Regions from separate parts of the Rattus norvegicus genome. Here region 1 is linked to region 2. A link is a contact called in public Hi-C data. All regions are on one chromosome and are shown on one strand. Each heading gives the region's core, a stretch centred on a gene start, on an enhancer-like site or on the middle of the called end of the contact. The rest is flanking DNA. Distances are from core to core; before and after follow the strand shown. Region 1 overlaps Adarb1 (adenosine deaminase, RNA-specific, B1). Region 2 overlaps Slx9 (SLX9 ribosome biogenesis factor).

What was found. Hi-C and Micro-C count contacts between places; a contact is called where the count stands out from the background.
Region 1: a Hi-C map of psoas muscle shows a contact between it and region 2, with 5 times the contacts expected there. The contact joins two enhancer-like sites. A contact is called at or near these places in 11 of 12 Hi-C or Micro-C datasets (the A7r5 cell line, the Rat2 cell line, Schwann cells and 6 more).

What each region holds. Positions count from the first base shown.
Region 1 is chr20:11,346,705-11,353,374 of GRCr8, reverse strand. It overlaps Adarb1 (adenosine deaminase, RNA-specific, B1), which reads right to left. Exons shown (of 11, transcript NM_001111055.1): 11 at 2,959-6,670. Among named protein-coding and RNA genes, the nearest start is that of Trnaa-agc36, 8.8 kb to the left of the region's middle. Within about 2 kb of position 2,419, at least 3 of the 93 cell types and tissues checked have an H3K27ac peak or open chromatin away from gene starts, as enhancers often do.
Region 2 is chr20:11,121,955-11,129,096 of GRCr8, reverse strand. All of the region lies in intron 2 of Slx9 (SLX9 ribosome biogenesis factor), which reads right to left. Among named protein-coding and RNA genes, the nearest start is that of Slx9, 11 kb to the right of the region's middle. Within about 2 kb of position 4,461, at least 47 of the 93 cell types and tissues checked have an H3K27ac peak or open chromatin away from gene starts, as enhancers often do.

The sequences.
Region 1 (6,670 bases), core at 1,170-3,669, 230 kb before region 2:
GAGACTTCACCTGGACAGAGAAGTTGACACCATATAATGTTCCCTTTCTTCTTAAAGTTGTAGTCATCCTAATTTCTCTACTATAAAATGTCTTATGAATCAAAACTTAAATTTAGTCTGGTCAAAGGCTTTGTTAATAATAGTCTGGAATCACATTATTTTCACACATCGCTGTTTTTCTTTTTCTTTTCTTTTTTAAAGATTTATTTATGTATTTTATTTATGTGAGCACACTGTCGCTCTCTTTAGAGACACCAGAAGAGGACATGAGAGCCCATTATGATGGCTGTGAGCCACCATGTGGTTGCAGGGAATTGAACTCAGGACCCTGGAGGAGCAGTCAGTGCTCTTAGCCACTGAGCCATCTCTCCAGCCCCCACATCACAGGTTTTCAAAAACACAGGTAAGGCGGAAATGAAATTTCATTGACCTAGTACCGCCTAATGGGTTGATCCGGGCTTTTCCAACTTATAGCAAAGGATCACGAGGTCCCCGTTTCTCTGTGGCAGAGTGTAGCCTCGGTTATAGTCTAGCTTTGTTGTTGTGGGTGTGTTAAGAAAACTGAATTAATTAAAAAAAAAAAACAAACCCAGAGCAATGATCTCCATGGTGTTCTGAATTTCTACGTAATATCCTTCCAATCTGGTGCTTTAAAAATTTTTAAAGTCATGAGAACGGTTTTAGGGCTTTGTCATCTGTCAAATCAGTGAGGTTTTTTTTATTCAAGTGTTTTAAAGCAAAGGATTAGAACGCACTTGGCAGGCTGAAGGATCTGTCATGGTATTTATGACACCACTTATCAAGGGACTGCCAATTACCTGTGACTGTCACCTTGTTAAGCCTCATATATTCAGAAGGGGTCTGGGACATTGAGATGCAAATTTCAGTGCTCCTCCCATCCCCAGCCAATTTAATATTGATAAGATGCCTCCCTTGCACCATCATTTCAAATGTACTTTCGTTGCAACTGTGTGACTGCAGACTTAGCACCTTCTATTTATGGCACATGTCCTCCATGTGACCTAATCCTTCTTGTCACACCGGTGAACCAAGTCAGACCTATTTTCTATCAGAAAAAAACCTGACCTACTTTCCTAGTAGAAAGAAACAAGGGTGTTAGCAAGCTTTTCTAGGGACACTGGAAAAGACAACCATGAGAAATGAATTATAGTAGATGGCCTGGAAGAAAGAAATTACTGAGGGTGAGGAGGTCAGGTTTTTAAACATGTGGATCTAATACAGCGACTTGGCTCATCCAAAGGAAAGGAGTCTTAATTTGTAACAACCTCATGAAACCCACAGGTGAACGTTCAGGTTATGCACCGGGAAGAATGAGAAGAGGACTCGAGTCCTCCCGCTTACCACTCCTAGGTGTTTGTTTGCACGGGTGTTCTCTCTCCTCCCTCCAGTTTCTGTGGGACTGAGGATGGTACTCAGGGCTTCTCCCACATGAGGCGAGCACTCTAACTGTATCGTAGCCTTTGTCTTATCTGTTAGCATCCTCATCAAATACTCCTTCGTATTTACAGAAAAGGAAGGGATGGGTTGCTGTTCGAACACAGTCCAAGAATGGAGTCGTGTGAGGGGGAATTCTGAGTGCTTGTGAGAAAATTAAAACAACAAAAAACCCAAACAACCAAAAAAAAAAAACCAAACAAACAACAACAACAACAAAAAAAACACCAAGACCAGAGTCTTGTGACCTCAGTTTCTTCAAAACCACAGAACTTTCTTTTGTGTTCCTCCCAGGCGTAGAGGCGTGAGTTTACTTCAGATTATAAAGAACATGTTTTTGCCACGTGTCACTGTGATTATATTCAGCTTGAACTCCTGAGAACTTTGCTCACGTGACCATTCTTAACTCGAGAGTGTGCACCGTCTGGTGCTCTGAGTAAAGTTGGCTCTTGCCTGAGACTGCAGTATACCTTATTTTTAGGATCCATTCTCCCAGGCTCAACTGCCAGCTAGAGTGGTAAACAGACTGCTAAAATGTTAAGTCAAGTAGCTGTACATCTCTGGTATTCTTTTTTAAAAAAGAATTATTTACTTATATATATGAGTACACTGTCGCTGTCTTCAGACACACCAGAAGAGGGCATCGGATCCCATTACAGATGGTTGTGAGCCACCATATGCTTGCTGGGAATCGAACTCAGGACCTCTGGAGGAACAGTCAGTGCTCTTAGCTGCTGAGCCATCTCTCCAGCCCCGTATCTTTGATACTATAAAGAACATTCAGTTTGTTCACACAAAATAAAAGACACAAGTGGAGAAGCAAGTTACCTGAGACCTACCCAAGCAGCCTTCTGACCCTGGAGAGGGCATGAAAGGAGTGGAGAGGTCACCCAGGTTAACCGTTGTATGCCTCCACTTTGGCTCCCCTGTTTTCAGCCTGAGATAAACAACCAAAGGCACACGTGTTTCACTTCGTAGAGAAACTCTCAGCTGAACTAACTGGTTTTACTCCCTGACCAGTTCCAAAACAGAGGGGCAGGTCATGTCTCTGTGCTGCTGTTTTTAAAAGATACCTGGTGCGTATGACTGTGACTCTTTAAAAACATTCCTATATTTATTTCATATTTAATTACGGAAACATCAACTGAATAGGTGTTTTCAACGGGACAGGAAAAGCCATGCTAGGTTCCACAGCTTTACCTCCGTCCTTGTAGATTCACTCCCCTGCTCTCTTACAGAACACACACACACACATTCTCGAGACCACATTACAACAGTCTTGGAGCCATCTTTCCCGGGATCATGAAGGTCCTTCCTCTACAGCACCCTGTAGCAGAGGTGGAAGAATCCGCCGAGCCCTCGGTGTGGTGTACAGGAGGTTACACATCCAGACACACTCAAGGCCGGCAGCTCTCGGGCGGCAGCTGCCCACACCTTTCAAATCGTGATCAAGAGCGGTGGGAGCAAGGACACGGTGAAAAGGAAAATGTCCGAGGCAAGTCGTAGTGAAACGTCTTAGTCTTTATTGAGAACATCTCAGTCCTTTGTCTACATGTGACAGCATTTCATGCTCAGTTCCGGCTGGGCTCGGTGTGAGGAAGCTCATGCAGGCTGTAACATGTGGTATATACATAAATATACATACAGAGAACACTGAGGATTGTATCTTAGCAACACGTTTCTTGGCTGAATTACATTCATGTAAAGTGTCCAAACTCTAAAATCAAATTAAAAGTACATAACCCAAAGCCTGGAAAAGCTAACAGCTTTTAGGGGCTTATTCCGTGAACATTCCTCAAACTGTGCTTTTAACCTACTGCGTTCCATTCAGTAGAATGGCCCATCAGTTCCTTGTGTACCATCAGCGCCTGCTGTGGCGACAATTAAGTGCTTCTGAGGCTGGGCACTTGCCATTCAAACAGCAAACAGAACGAACAGGTACTACCACAGAGATGTGGACATTCCCCCAGCGGCTGAGCGGAAAGTGCACTGAGGAGCCAGCCATGATCGGTCAGACCATGGGACGAACTCCCTCATTCATGGTCCCTGACGGGTCAGAGGCTTCCTAATTCCAATTTCCCAATGCCACATGACCCCAGTAGCCCCAGTGTGGAGCAGTTCACAGCTGCAGAGTGGGTGGCCACCCCCTCAGCCTTGGGGAGACTGTCACACGACAGATGTGCCGAGAGACAAGGACACATACAAGCTGTGCACACTGAACGCATACACTCTGCCCTTCTCCCGGTGCAGTCTGGGGAATGAGGGAGCATGAAGGGATCTTCTGAGAGGTTCCCTGATTTCGAGGACGTGACAGGTTTGAATTTCAGCTCATTTTACTTCTCTCTCTGGAGCAAAGTTCCGAGTGGAGGAGCTGACATTTCTGGAGTCTTTTGGAAGTGACAAGCTGCTCCTGCACTGTGTGTATTTACTCTTGGGGCAGGGTGACGTGCAGCTCACCCCACGTTCCTGACCCTCTGGTGGCTGCCCGCCCCTGGTGCACCTGTCTGAAACTAAAGTTTAAAAACCAAGCAGCACGTACAGTCTGGAGGCAAGAGGAGCTGGGTGATAAAATAAACAGAGAGCAATGCCTTACAAGATGGGGGCCTGCGCTCTTAGACAGGTTTTAATTACTAAAGGAAAAGCTTCGAAACAGAATGGTGAGAGACTCAGATTCAGCTTTAAAGTTGTTCTTTGGTGTCTCTCGCTAGGAGACGTGCTACCTCCTGACATCATGAGTGGCTAACGGCGTGGACGCCACACTCACGCTGCCTACATCTAAGTGGAGAGTCTCGGCTCTGCAGAAACAAGATAGCCCAGCCAAGGCTCCCGGCCACAATGTCTTCCTGCTGTGTAGCTGCAGCCCTGTGACGGCGGTCTGAGTAATCCTGAGGGATACTGCGGTATGGACTTAAAACTTCAGGTTTAGCTGCATGCTCTGAACACAGACACTCATGTTCTTCACCTGCTGAGGTAGCCAAGACATTTCCATCAGGCTCTTGGTGTGTCAAGCTTTCTGCTGAGTCTGTGACATTTAGGTCCTGGACATGAACTACCATTGTGGGGACCTTTGGGAAGAGGCTCAAAGGGCTTATGTCTTAAATCAATATTTGTTTCCTTTTTGTCTGGTCACATTTGGGCTGTTCGAGCTGCCATGTCTTGAGTGCAGGGGAAGGTGGCACATGTCCCATGCCGGCTCCTCACCACAGGGTGCCTCCAGGCTCCCCCTCCTTTCTGGGCCTAGGTCAGGTCTAAGCAGGACCAGCCCCTGTAGTTTCAGATGATCTATACATGTAACCTTCACTTCCTGGTTGGGCAGCCTGTTATCTGACATGGAAAGCTAGATGTAATGCATGGTTTTTGGTGTATATGGGATATACTTTTGCTATACTTTATAACCAAAATGTACTTAAAAACAAACTAAATCATCTCCCCATCTCCATTAGGAAAAATTCGACTTAAAAACAAGAGTAAGAGCACACCAACATGTGTGTTTTTCTTTCTAGAAAGTGCAGGAGCTGTGGGGAAGGTGTGGTACTGGGGTAAAATGAGACCGTTTCTCTAAGGAGCCCCAATGCGTTTCACCCGAAGGTGGGCCTGCAATGCAGCCTGGGAGGGCTCCCTTTCAGGGGGGCAGGTGGTGATCTGAGGAGATCCAAGATGGCATGTGTCACTAGGGAGTTCTGCTAGGACCTTCATGCCTCGAAGATCAAGCCCCGCAGGACGAGAACCACGGAGACACCTACAAGGACACGACAGGGCTCCTGACACGGAGACACAAGTGGGTCTCACTTAAGCAATGACACACAGCCTCTTGAGGTCTGCTGGGAATCAGGTGGAACCCACAGTGGCTATGTTCTTATTCTGTCTCTTTCTCAAGTGTGTCAAGGACACACACACACACCTGGGTGAACAGCTCAGGGCCATAGCTGTCAGAGCTCTGGATGCAGCCGTGGTGGATGTGTGCTGTGGGATGAGCCTGCACCTTCTCTGCTCGAGGCCCTGAGGCTCTTCAGAGCAACCTGCTGGACCAGGCTAGCACACTGAGCTGACAGCCACAGCCCCTCCTCCCCCCCTCTACTCCTCCCTAATCCTGAGTGGAAGCAACAAGGCACCTGGGGCGAGTCTGAGCACAGGAGGTCCAGGTGTCCGCTCCAGGGCCCTGGGTGCCACCCTGTGCCTCACGGGTGCTCAGCAGCATTTTGGGGTTCAGCCCCAAGATACCAGGAGCACCCAGGCCTGCCTGTCGAGACACCAATGTCTGGTCTGCAGCGTTCCAAGGTTCACACTGTCCCACCAGCTTCAACCTGAATGTTTAACTTGTCAAACATGTCTGAAGCTGGAAGGGGTACCGGATAATCCGCCTTAGGTGGCGCGCTCCAAGCACGGTACCTGCTCACAACTCTTTCCATCCCGTGAGGCTCTCTGAGCGGTCAGTGGTTCCTACCCACCAGATCCCAAGGGGGGAGCAGAAGGAAGACTGTGCTCTGACTGTGGAGCAGTCCTACTGCGTGCCTCTAGGTCACAAAACCTCGATGGTTAGGACCCCCGTATGATGGCCAGCCAGGACAGGCTACGGACAGATTGGGTCTTCAGTTACCTGGTAGCAAATAGAGTTTTCCATGATTTGAGCCTAACCGGGAGCATGGACGATTCTAGAGGCAGCAGAGCCTAGGTCACGGCTCTGTAGGACACAGCATCCCAGCTGCAGGGCCAGTGTGTGCCAAGGTCACACCATATCATGCTGGGGTCACCCCAGGAGAGCTGTTAAAACCTACTGTGAGAACCTAAGTGTGAAGGCCCCACGGAGAGGAGCCACGCACAGAGGTGTGCGCGGTAGCTCTCTTCTACTTCCTACCTCTAGATTCCTGTGTTCTTTCACATAGAAACGCTTTTTTTTTCTTTTGCAATTAAAATAATGTGGCATAAAAGTGACCTGACATAATTACTTCTTATTTTATAAATCTCATTCCTAGCTCTGAATAAATTATTTATTCAAGAATCTCACACAAAGTAAATTTCTATTTTCCTATACTTGAGGAAGCCCTACTCAGTAGAACTCAATGTCTAATGTAAACTGAGATATAAAGCGGTCACTGGGTAGCTCAAGAGGGGAAATGTGTGGCAAGGGGTGGTGATGGGCCCCTGTGCCCCCATGCACCCCCACTGTGCACCTGATCCCTACTCAGATGTGAGGTGCCCAGCACCCTACACATCC
Region 2 (7,142 bases), core at 3,212-5,711:
TGCACATCCAGACGCCAGAGGAAAACACCAAACGCCATCTGGAACCCTGGTGCACGGAGGCTCCCGGAAAGAGCGGCGCAGATCTTCCCGGTTGCTGCCGCCGCGGAGAGGACTTAGGCAGTACCCCACGAGCAAACTTGAGCCTTGGAACCACAGGTAGGACCAACTTTTCCCCTGCAAGAAACCTGCCTGGTGAACTCAAGACACAGGCCCACAGGAACAGCTGAAGACCTGTAGAGAGGAAAAACTACACGCCCGAAAGCAGAACACTCTGTCCCCATAACTGGCTGAAAGAAAACAGGAAAACAGGTCTACAGCACTCCTGACACACAGGCTTATAGGACAGTCTAGCCACGGTCAGAAATAGCAGAACAAAGTAACACTAGAGATAATCTGATGGCGAGAGGCAAGCGCAGGAACCCAAGCAACAGAAACCAAGACTACATGGCATCATCGGAGCCCAATTCTCCCACCAAAGCAAACACTGAATATCCAAACACACCAGAAAAGCAAGATCTAGTTTCAAAATCATATTTGATCATGATGCTGGAGGACTTCAAGAAAGACATAAAGAACTCCCTTAGAGAACAAGTAGAAGCCTACAGAGAGGAATCGCAAAAATCCCTGAAAGAATTCCAGGAAAACACAATCAAACAGTTGAAGGAATTAAAAATGGAAATAGAAGCAATCAAGAAAGAACACATGGAAATAACCCTGGACATAGAAAATCAAAAGAAAAGACAAGGAGCTGTAGATACAAGCTTCACCAACAGAATACAAGAGATGGAAGAGAGAATCTCGGGAGCAGAAGATTCCATAGAAATCATTGACTCAACTGTCAAAGATAATGTAAAGCGGAAAAAGCTACTGGTCCAAAACATACAGGAAATCCAGGACTCAATGAGAAGATCAAACCTAAGGATAATAGGTATAGAAGAGAGTGAAGACTCCCAGCTCAAAGGACCAGTAAATATCTTCAACAAAATCATAGAAGAAAACTTCCCTAACCTAAAAAAAGAGATACCCATAGGCATACAAGAAGCCTACAGAACTCCAAATAGATTGGACCAGAAAAGAAACACCTCCCGTCACATAATTGTCAAAACACCAAACGCACAAAATAAAGAAAGAATATTAAAAGCAGTAAGGGAAAAAGGTCAAGTAACATATAAAGGCAGACCTATCAGAATCACACCAGACTTTTCGCCAGAAACTATGAAGGCCAGAAGATCCTGGACAGATGTCATACAGACCCTAAGAGAACACAAATGCCAGCCCAGGTTACTGTATCCTGCAAAACTCTCAATTAACATAGATGGAGAAACCAAGATATTCCATGACAAAACCAAATTTACACAATATCTTTCTACAAATCCAGCACTACAAAGGATAATAAAGGGTAAAGCCCAACATAAGGAGGCAAGCTATACCCTAGAAGAAGCAAGAAACTAATCGTCTTGGCAACAAAACAAGGAGAATGAAAGCACACAAACATAACCTCACATCCAAATATGAATATAACAGGAAGCAATAATCACTATTCCTTAATATCTCTCAATATCAATGGCCTCAACTCCCCAATAAAAAGACATAGATTAACAAACTGGATACGCAATGAGGACCCTGCATTCTGCTGCCTACAGGAAACACACCTCAGAGACAAAGACAGACACTACCTCAGAGTGAAAGGCTGGAAAACAACTTTCCAAGCAAATGGTCAGAAGAAGCAAGCTGGAGTAGCCATTCTAATATCAAATAAAATCAATTTTCAATTAAAAGTCATCAAAAAAGATAAGGAAGGACACTTCATATTCATCAAAGGAAAAATCCACCAAGATGAACTCTCAATCCTCATCTTCGGTTGGTTTATATACAAGTGTGCAATTTCTAGGCTTGAACGTAAAATGATGCTATCTGGTGCTGGATAGAGGAGCCTTATTTTTTATTATGGCAGCTTGCTATTTTTGTAATATGGTGATTTGGTTGAACACATTAAAGTACAGTAGTAACTGATCTCCCCCTCTTCCTGGATGAGTGAGGAGATGATTAAATGTTGATGTCAGCATCCATGAGCATATTCAGATGAGCTTCTGCTTCTGTTGAAAAGGATGCTGTGTTTGATTGTGGTCCGAAGCTTTGAAGCACTACTTGGCATCTCCTTCCTTGGAGGTCTCACTGTTTAAACATAACAGATTTGATAGCTTGTTGGTAAGGTGAGGTCCAGCTTGTCTCCACTAGGTCATCTTCATGTGAATCCGGTGGTTATACGGTTTTGTTCTAGGGATATTTCATTTTTTTTAATAACGGTTTTAGCTGACATTCATGGAGAGAATGAATCCTTAGAAGTGTGCCACTAGTGAAAGGAAATCCTGTCTAGAGTATGTTTCTTTACAAAGCTGTGTCACACCATCCTTTGGGCCCTCTGCTGGAAAAGTAGAATCAAGTCTCAAATAATGCCTTTTAAATTGTATCCTCTAGTATTATAGATGTAGGACAGTACTGTATCATACCTCTGTGGATGTAAAATAGCTTGTACCTGCTTTATGATACGTAGTAGTGACCGTGCTTTATCAGAGCTGTTTTTAATGATGTTGCTCAGAATGTTTTCTTTCCAGATGATGATTGAGAAGCTAATTTAAAAAAAAATGGTGCCAGGTACCACAAGAGTAACAGAACTGTGCTGTTTTCTCGGGTTTTGTTTTTTTACTTTTTTTTTTTAATGGAGTGTGCTGGATGTCTCTACAGTTTTGGTCAGATGACTGCAGAACCTGGAAAAGCTGTTGCTGCTGTTGATGCATAACACACTGCTATTATTGGTCTTTTTATATAAATATAAATATATATATACAGATATATAATTTGAATTTTTTGAAACTTTACCTGTGCTGTCAACTTTCGAAAAAAGTATCCCCGTTTACTGTGTTGAGTTGGCACTGTACAGAAATTAACAGCCATATTGGTCTAGAAATGTTGAACTTAAGTTTTTTCCATTTGTACAGGGGTAACACACTGTATTAAATATGTAAGGTCTTATATACGTGGGTTTGATTACAAAAACTAATAAAGTATTCTCTAAATAAAAAAAAAAAAAAAAAAAAAAAGAGAACACAAGTGGAGATATATCTGCACCAGGAGCCAGATGACATGGTCCCTCTTCTCAAAGGAAAAAACCCAAGGCTACCACTGCATGCTCTGTGGGAACATCAGTTGGACCTGTCCAATTTAACCAGAAGTTGACTGACTATGGGGCATAGACAACCGGGGCTGTGTGAGCAGAAAGCACTGACGACACAGATGGGCTGGCTCTGAGGGGGCCGGGACAATGCTAGCTAGGCTTCTTTTCTCTAAGGATGGCCTCAGCCCAGTCCTAGGACAGCTGGAGTCAGCTAGGGACACTGCCCAGCCAGAGCAGCAGCCCTGCCCTAAGCATGGAACTGAGGAACTACGAGGCAGGAAGAGGAGCCCCTCACTGGTTACTGGGCATTGGGCGGCTGGGTGGGGATCAGGTCACTGGAATCTCTGCTGCTAGTCTGTCCCACAGCGACACAAAGATGGTCCATGCCCTTGGCCTTAACTGCCTTTCCCAGGGCTGACATGGTTTTAGCCACAGAGAGAACATGGTTTTAGCTTCCAAGAACATCTGTAGAAAACAGTCTCCTGCCATTTCAAACATTTAGATGTTCCTGGACTGTGCAATGGAGAACCTGTGTGTTTAAGGATAAACAAGGCAGAAGCAAGTCCTGTGAGGAGAAGCTGGAGATCCTGGTAAGCTAGCCCAGCCTTTGTTCAGGGAGCGGGCACAAAGCCTCGGCAGCTGGTGACGCAGTTAGGGTCACGGTGCTGGGGTCTGGTGCCCATGCTTCTAGCCTGGGGCTGCACAGCTTGGGCCTGGCTGGGGTAAGAGGGCCCAGGGCTCAGTAGCTACTCCTCCAGCTGGTCCAACAGACGGAGCATCCAATGCACTCCACTGCACTCCAGTGCATACCTAGGCAGATGTCACATGACTAGAAGCAATGTCAAACCACAAGTGAGGTGACAACGGGCCTAAGTGTGGGATGTCAGGCTGGGGTGGGACTTGGGGATTTTCTGAGGTGCATGGAAACTTGTAAGAAAAATGGGCCTGGCACAGCCAAGACAGTTTGGGGGCAGCATGGGGGGGGGAGGCCACACAGAAGTACCCAATGGTAGGACATCCCAGGGGACAGGAAGTAATTCTCTCCAGATGATTCTCTCAACTTTTGGTAACTCTGCAATTACTCCAAAGTAAAAATAACACCAAGGTCAGTGGAGACCAGCTCTAGCAATAACATACCCAGCACCACACAGAAGGATTTCGGAACGAGCTAACTGAGAACGCTAGCTAGAATGTGACCTTTTTAGCCCTCCGTCGCTCCAGAGACAGAACCGAACAGGCTGTTCTTGCAGATGCAAAGGGTTTGGAATGCTGAGGTCATGCAGAAGCTGAGCCCTGACACAGCCCTCGGATCCCGCTTGCCTGGCACTGCATTCACCCTCACTTCACTGGACTCTGCACAGGCTGACTGACGGTTACTCCCTGTGGGCAGAAAGACAGGCCCAGAAGCAGGCAGTAACCAGACAGGCATGGAGAACCTCCATGATGGTGACAGGGATGCTGGAGACCAGAGCAGGCCTGTGCTGGCTGGAGTAGGTACACAGAATGAGCTGTGGCTGCTGCCCAAACAAAGGGAGCTTCCCAGGAGCCACTGTGACAGAACAGCAGCCCAGCCCTAGCTGGGGGACAATGGAGCTCTGAAGTGCTGCTGCTTCCAGCTTCTCCCTGACTACCAGTTGTCGCAGCATTGGCCGAGGCCCTCGTCCTATGAAGGAAGGAGACAGGGCCCAGCAAGCATGTCTGAGGCCTGACAGTAGCAACTGCTGTACTGGGGCAGGACCTCTCAGCCCCAGCTTCTTTTTTTTTTTTTTTTTTTTTTTTTTTTTGGTTCTTTTTTTCGGAGCTGGGGACCGAACCCAGGGCCTTGTGCTTCCTAGGTAAGTGCTCTACCACTGAGCTAAATCCCCAGCCCCGCCCCAGCTTCTTTACCAGAGAACTGGAACCTGGAACGGGTGCTGAGCCTGAGGGAGCAAAACGTTTAAAAGAAAACGTGCAACAAAGCAAGACCTAAGCCAACTGCCACAGAGCAAGCAAGGCTACTGGACAGACAGGAAGGGCGAGAACAGCAGTGACCTTAGCCCTGCACTGGGATTTCCCAGCACCAGAGAGAGATGGAGATGTCACCACCAGGCCTCTGGGGAAGCTCAGTAGCCACAGCAACGAGGGACAGGGGCAAGCATTCTGTGTTGGTCAGCTTTTCAGTACTATGACAACATAGCTCGGATAAGCAGTGCTGGAGAGGCCGGGGCAAGACTGCTGTGAGTTCAAGGTCAGTGTGCACCAGGGTGAGACTCTGTTTCAGGAAAAAAGCAAGTGGGCTGGAGAGGTCAGGCAGCCTCAGTGCTGGCAGTTCAAGCTGCAGTGTTTGAACCCTGGACCAGCAGACGGCAGCAGTCAACTCTCTCACGTTGCCGTGTGACCTCCAGATACATGAGGCAGCTCGTGTGCTTGCACCTGTGCACGTGTACATATGTGTGCTGTACATAGACTGGCAATAAGACACGAAGTTAAGCGTAAACGGGAGAAAGGGTGAGGACTGTCTAATGAGGATAAGGAGGTGGGAGGAACGACCTAACCCCCTAAACACAGGCCACGCCTTCCCCTTCCACTCAAGGCCTGGAGCCCGGACTGCAGAAAGGAGAGTGAGTTGAACTCAAATATCCACCCCTCTCTGCTTCCTGGCTGTGGGCAGAGGCAGTGGCTCAGGAAGGCACCTGGGTACCAGTGAGTGGGCCAGGAGAACCCTACAAAGTCCCTGGGGTTGCCAAGGCCCTAAAACGATGGCATCTCCCTGTGGAGTCTGGGAAATACACAGGACAGGGGTATCCGACGGGAGGCAGCCAGGTCAAAGGTCAAGGTCATAGGAAAGGATCTGCTAACTGAACGGTGACATCTGCACATAGCACATACAAGCAAGCCTTTCTACTTCTTGTACAATCCCCTCACAGCCCCCATTTTATCTCAAAACCTACAGCTGCCCTCTAGCCCAGCTGCTGATGGATGACGTAGCGAGGAGCCGAGAGCCTCAGTGGGACACTGCCAGTCAAGCTCCTCGAACAGCAGAAATATGCTGAGGACCCAAAATAGCCCAGCCACTTGGTCCACAGTACATGCTCAGGTGACACCCACTCCTGCCTGTCCTCCTCAGGCCAACGAGTGTCCCAAACACCCCAAGCAGGGAACAGATGCCCCTAGACAGCTAAACAGCCTTCAATATCCTGGTGGTAGGCATGAGGTCACCTCCCTTGGAGGTCCCCAGCAGCTGGGGACAACCTGTAAGGACAGAAGAGCTCCTGAGTCTTCTGGTCGCAAACAAGAGCGTATGAGGAGAAATGACGTCTCTTTGAAGCTACCTGTCACCAGGTGAAATGGCCTGGGACAAAGCAGTGAGGACTCTCTGAGTACCCAAGGCTAAAGGACCAGGTGGGTCCTGAGAGCAAATGGGCGTGTGGCTCTGAATAGACCAGGGAACACGCATAAGGCCCCACGTGAACATGGTGGACAGTTAACATAACATCACATACAGGAGTCACACTGAACCAGGCTCAGCAGGTCACCAAGGCAGGGTCCTAATGATGCTTATCCCTTACTTTTCATACAACTCTTAAGTAGAGGCTGGACCCTAATGGTCAAGCCTCTGCTACAGGGTTGGCTCCATACTTACAGAGCCAAGGCCAGGCCTCTAGTGGGGCAGGGAGGAGCCATATCCAATTATAGCATGCCAGGACCCCAGGAGCCCTATCCACTAGATCCTGTTTCCTGGGGTCTACGGATACAGGTTCCATAGCAGTCCCAGCCTGACCGCCAGCACAGAAGGGCAATCCCTACTGGGTGGAAGTGGGCACTCAACACGGCCCACCACAGAGCACAGTGGGCACGCAAGTGGTGAGCCCACACACACGCTCTACTACAGGTTCTGTGGCTTCGTGCTTAAACTGTTTAAACAGCCTTAAAACAGGCACCTTTAGCCTGATCAAAGTGTGGCCTGTCATGCTATTTGGAACGTGCT